Linked DNA regions of Gossypium arboreum: region 1 is linked to region 2. A link is a contact called in public Hi-C data. All regions are on one chromosome and are shown on one strand. Each heading gives the region's core, a stretch centred on a gene start, on an enhancer-like site or on the middle of the called end of the contact. The rest is flanking DNA. Distances are from core to core; before and after follow the strand shown.

Region 1 (2,776 bases), core at 78-2,577, 270 kb before region 2:
AGACTCTTAGCCCTTGCTTTCCTAATAGTTTGCAAGACCAAGGGATTAATAGTCAAACCAAAAACCTTCTCAGGGTCTACTTCGAAAAGTCCCTTTGGCAAAGCCACTCCATTCACAATAGGCACATTGGCTACTTTATATCCTTTCTGTGCTAGATAAATTGATAACGGCGTCTTCCCAGTACGAGAAACACCTGTGAGCACAATGTCAGCCTTGCTTAAGTTTTGAGGTAGAGCCCCATCATCCTGCTTGATTGTAAATTCAACAGCTTCAATCCGCCGAAAGTATTCATCTGAGAGAGGGATGTTTCTTCCAGCTGCTCCACGGGGAAGACCAGAAGGTGAGACACCTAAATGAGCAGCAATAGCCTCTGTAATTGGACCCAATATATCCGTCGATGGTATACCCCACAATTTGCAAGCTTGCTTGGCGGACTCTGCCATGGAAGGATCAGCTAAAGTATATACAAGCAATGCACCTTCCTTGGCTGCCTGCTTTATAATCTCCATCAATCTCTCAACATCATCAATCTGAACATTGCAGATCATCATTGTCATTCAACCAATCTAAATGATTTCCCAGTTCTTAAAACACTACAAGTTCTAGTTTCATCACTAACTACAACAAATACATCAACTTGAATAACAACTAAACTTGGATTAATTAGTAACTGAAACAAGTTCTGAAATATGAAACAAACATACCCCAGAGAAGAGATGGGTATTTACGGGACAACCACGATCCACCAAACAATGCTCGAACTGCCCCAACGCTGCGTTAACGGAATGCTCCGCCGTCCATCCAGTTCCATCAGATACCATATAAATTGGCTTCCCCGAGTCTGTTACCTCCACCTCACGATCGCTGTCATTTGCCGTTGAAGTGGGTTCCAAAGACAAGGTCTCACTGATTCGTTGAGCTGAGGGGTTCACCTCAAGCGCCCCAGTCCCGTGGCTCGGTCGTTCAAGCTTGTGGCCCGACCTTAAGGCTCGTGCACGGTACCATCTGTTGAACTGTGGGCTACCCTTTAGTTTCCGAACTTTGGGCTCGGGTTCTGGGTCGGAAATATCGGGATTGGCCGGGGTGGCCGTGGCCCGGAGGTTGAAGGCGGAGCAAGGACAAGCGAGCATTCTTAGTTTTGCTTCATTTGCTTTTCTTGTAATCTAATTTTATTTACCTGTCTGAAAATTATGAGGTGGAAGGATCTCGGGCCAAAAAATGGTAGCAAAATCCAAACAATAGGTTAATGAAATATGAACCCACCAACTAAGTTGGACTGAATTGGATATTAAAAATCTAAGATATTTATTCCCATTTGAAATAAAAACATCAATTTGATTCTCATCTTTCATCATATTACAAGGATCTCACTTTATTGGGAAATGATGGGAGGGATATGGATTCTTGGATATAAAAGCGAATTCAATAGGAAGTTGAACCCATTGTTTGGTGCATGAAAATTTCAGTGAGGGCTTTAAATGAGTTAATGGGAGGATTGAGAGAATATTGCATGTAGTTTAAACAAAATAAAATGGATAAAAGAGCCTCCAAACTATGGGGAAGTGGATCCAATCACATAATGCCTTTTTTATGGTAACATTCATGAGAGAAGGTGTTGATGTCGGTTTATGCATGCCATACTGAGAGACCACCAAAAAGAAATCACAAAAGAGAATAAACATGTCTGGGCCCGAGTTTGAACTGGGGGCCTCTAGTGTGTGAGACTAGCATGATAACTAACTACAATACGTTAACATTTTGATGTCACTTAAAATATTAATTAAATATTACTTTTCATTTTTTTTTAAAGTTTTGTGTCAAGTTTATTCACTTAGTGGAGGTTAATTACATAATAATTGGATGCAAGTGTGATAGGAGACCGCATCTAAATGTGCGAACGTTTAAAGTTAAAAATGTGCAAATAAAAATATAAATATTTAAGTGCGGTATCTGCAAATGTACATGTCAAATGTAATATAGTAAGCGTTACAATAGAACACCAATAAGTATTCTGAGGATCGTACCCAAGAGATTGCAGATTGGAGAAACTTATTATTAAATTAACTATAGAAAATAATTACTAATCTAATCAAGTCACAAATTAGTAGTGTGAATCCAAATTAAAAGATTAATTAAACTAATGAAATTAATTAATCTAAAATTAACCTAAGGGAATTTCCATTTTCTAGTGTTGGCAATGCGAGCCTCTAGCTTATCTAATTAAATAATTAATTATCATCGATTGAGTTATTTATCACTCTTAGTTAAAAATACTTTTTCGGTCTCATCTTCACTAAGGATTACTACCTAAGTCACCCTTTTAGTCTCTTCCTAGGCATACGGATACCCTCTCAAACTCACTGTTTGGCACAAGGTATAAACGACAAGATACCCTTTCGGTCTCACCTGTCTAGATATTCTATCAGGGGCGTCTCTCCCTAATATACTAAGTACTCTTGAATAAACAACCAATTTTAGATAAATAACCACTTAACAGATAAATCAATTTAATAATCAAATCATGCAAGATATGAATAAAGCACAAGAAATTATTCTAATATTCATACAAATGTTAATTGATCAGATTAATGAAATATAAATAAAAGAATAAAATAGAAGAGTGAAGAGAATGCTTATTGATAAATATATTGAAGCGCAGATCCAGAGCAATCTTCGCTCGTAATTGTCTTCACATCGGAACAGATAAGTTCCAACTAAGCGAACATCAAAATAAAATACAAAGAAAACTGAATAGTAAAAACTATCTGTCTAAGTC
Region 2 (2,916 bases), core at 259-2,758:
CAAGGGAAACTCTGGGAAAAAAGATCGAGCACCAACACACTTTGCAATTATTTAATGAACAAAAATCATCAAACTCTGCTCTTGAAATTCTTCAAAATATATGAACTGTATTATTAAAAAATAGTGAACCAAATATAGATCTGGTCAAATATGCAAACTCATATCATAAAGACAATTGAATAAATTATATAAACATCCCATAAAATCGAAACAAAAATTTATCTTAATTGATGATATAGGATCCTATTCCCAGGGACTCAATGAACACTCTCCAGGCAATTTAGGATATCGTTCATTATCCTTGCAATAATCATAAATGACAAGGTTCCTCTGCACCCAAGCATAATCCATTTTCTGGGAATCAGATAAACGCCAAGCCTTGTACTGATCCCACCAGTTCTTTGTGGTGCTGGAAACACAGGCAGGGTAAGGGTCTTCCCATTGGCAACCCTCGACGCTGAAATCCTTGTAAGACGACACAAATGGGGCTCTTTCCCAGTCTGTTTTCTCCAACCCACCTCTCGTCGCCCATTCATCTGCGTTCCATATGCTGGAGAACAAATACATTGGCTTCTCATTGGGAAAGAAGTCGTTTTTCTCATCACCATTGTTTTTGAATACTCTTATGGGAACTTCATCCACAAAAAACCTGTTTTGCAATAATTCAGTAGGCATATATTCGGATACGAGTATAAGATATAATACGAGACTTACACAATTTGGTGGTTGTTCCATAGAATGGAATATGAATGAAACTCTTCAGTGGGGTCGAACCAAAGCATGTGCCTCATTTCACGGCCTCCAACACCATTTTTATACACGTTTGTCTGTATTAAATACGGTTGCCCTGTTCGATTCCCCAAGAACTCAAAATCCAGTTCATCTCGTTCTGGCCCTGCCCCGTTCTCAGAACACATCTGCACCACTCTTTAAACTTCAGCTATGGAAAACACAACTCTTATGTTACAAAATATTTAAACAACTGTCAGGAAAACATACATAGTAAGCTGTTACAACGCCAGCAGAGTCACCTCCGACCAACTTCAGTTTCATGCTAAACCACCCAAATCTGTATCTTTGCTTGGTTTGAAACCCGCAACCTAGAAGTAGATAGAAACAGATTAAAATCCTGGATTTGAAGCAAGTTATTAGAAGTTTAGAACCAAACACAACTGTTTAACGCAATCAAATTGTATCAAACCTGTTTCTTTGTCCAAGGAGAGGTACCAGGCCTGACCATCTTCAGAGGTCTTGAAATGATCTTCAGACCACATTATACTGAAGTTATCTTCGAAAGAAGTTTGTGAATCAGCTGCTTCAGATGAAGAGTAAAACGCAGATATTAGAAGTGCAATGAAGAGTACCCCTTTCTCCATTTTGTTGACCCAAAGTGTTGTTTTTGGAAGAAGAGGATGACATCTCACTTCTCTGCTGGATCTTGAGAGGTAAATATACGAGTACTCGAATTTGGACACTTGATGTGAACATGTGTGAAGCGGCACACCAATAAACCAAGGTTTATTTTGGTCTATTAATGGATGAATGTACCAATATACCCATCCAAGAAATCATGCAAATTACAAAGTGAAGAAGGGTATTTTAGGGAAATGAAGTACCATAAATGATCCATGGAGAACATAAATGAAATGCCAGGCTGCCCTCCAATTAGGAATTGGCAGTATAAAGAAATGGAGAGTGGGTCCATTTCTTACATGTAAGAACTGTTGTGTTTGTCTTGAAAATAATCACAGAAAATCTTGGATTTCACCACTGGATTTGGCGGTCGGGACTCGGGACTAACAACCAGCTTAAACTTTGAATTAAAGCAAATTAATCTCACTTTAATCTTTAACTTTAGGTAAAAAAAGGACTTAGATTACAAATTAAAAACAAAATGTTCCTTTTTTAATAGTAAGCAATGAAAAGAAAGCAGAAAAAGCAGAGCTTGCTTTCTTGGTAAACATGACCAGACATGCTAATCTAAACCTTGTTATATAGTTGATTGGGAGAGGTGCTCAAGCACATGGCATTAGGGACCAATTTTAGGGGTCATAAGGTCCCACAACAAGCTGCATTTTTGATGGACTGAAAGTGAATGCCAAAAGTATGGATTTAATGAAGTAAGAAGATCATATGCAACTGTCCATGCCAAGTATGAAGACATTTCAACAAATTAATGCGATACTCCAAAAAAAATTTAAATACCTGATATATAACATCATTATTAAGTAAAAATGAAATTATTTTAATCCATTAAAAATAAAAATTTTACCAAATTCTTGACTTGGAATAAGAAAAACACTGACTTTGCAAGTTGATTATGCACGTGAAAAACAGCTATTACTTCAACGCTCATCAGCTTATTGCTAGTTAGTTGTAGGTCCTAGGCTTCTAGCAGTCAAACTGGTGCCCTTTAACCATATACATAAATACGAGGCAACAAGAGACAGTTTGGCCGAGTGGTCTAAGGCGCCAGATTTAGGCTCTGGTCCGAAAGGGCGTGGGTTCAAATCCCACAGCTGTCAATTTTTCTTTTTGAGAGCTTAGAGCTGGCTCATATGATATTCTTTCGAAGTCCATTCAAACGAGCCCATTTTAAGCTGAACATGGACCCAAATGATCTTTCATCTGATGCGACGTCGTTAAGCCGGAACTCAAGGTCAAGTCAGTCAACGCGTCAAAGTCATCTTGTCCAGACGAATGTTAAAACTTAAAACCGGAGAAAAGTTAAGACCGAAGCTGTTTGTCGCCAATCCCCAAATCCGAAAGCTAAGCAAGGAAATGGCGATCCCTTCCAGTTCTGCTTATCTCTTCTTACTCTCCTTTTTCACCCTTTCTCTATTCCTTGCCATTTCCACTGCTGAATCTGAATCTGAATTAGAACTGGTGGCCGATCTCCTCGCCCTTCAGTCCGAA

The links. Hi-C and Micro-C count contacts between places; a contact is called where the count stands out from the background.
Region 1: a Hi-C map of leaf shows a contact between it and region 2, with 4 times the contacts expected there. The contact joins the promoter of LOC108485543 here to the promoter of LOC108459457 in region 2. A contact is called at or near these places in 3 of 5 Hi-C or Micro-C datasets (all in leaf).

Annotation. Positions count from the first base shown.
Region 1 is chr6:14,959,856-14,962,631 of ASM2569848v2, reverse strand. LOC108485543 (pyruvate, phosphate dikinase regulatory protein 1, chloroplastic) reads right to left here and starts at 1,327. Exons shown (of 3, transcript XM_017789394.2): 1 at 705-1,327; 2 at 1-530. The coding sequence starts at 1,130.
Region 2 is chr6:14,689,779-14,692,694 of ASM2569848v2, reverse strand. LOC108459457 (probable xyloglucan endotransglucosylase/hydrolase protein 8) reads right to left here and starts at 1,508. Exons shown (of 4, transcript XM_017758830.2): 1 at 1,202-1,508; 2 at 1,000-1,100; 3 at 715-917; 4 at 88-649. The coding sequence starts at 1,376. The coding sequence ends at 244. LOC108457614 (probable dolichyl-diphosphooligosaccharide--protein glycosyltransferase subunit 3B) reads left to right here and starts at 2,644. Exons shown (of 1, transcript XM_017756654.2): 1 at 2,644-2,916. The coding sequence starts at 2,701. TRNAL-UAG (transfer RNA leucine (anticodon UAG)) reads left to right here and starts at 2,446; the gene lies at 2,446-2,525.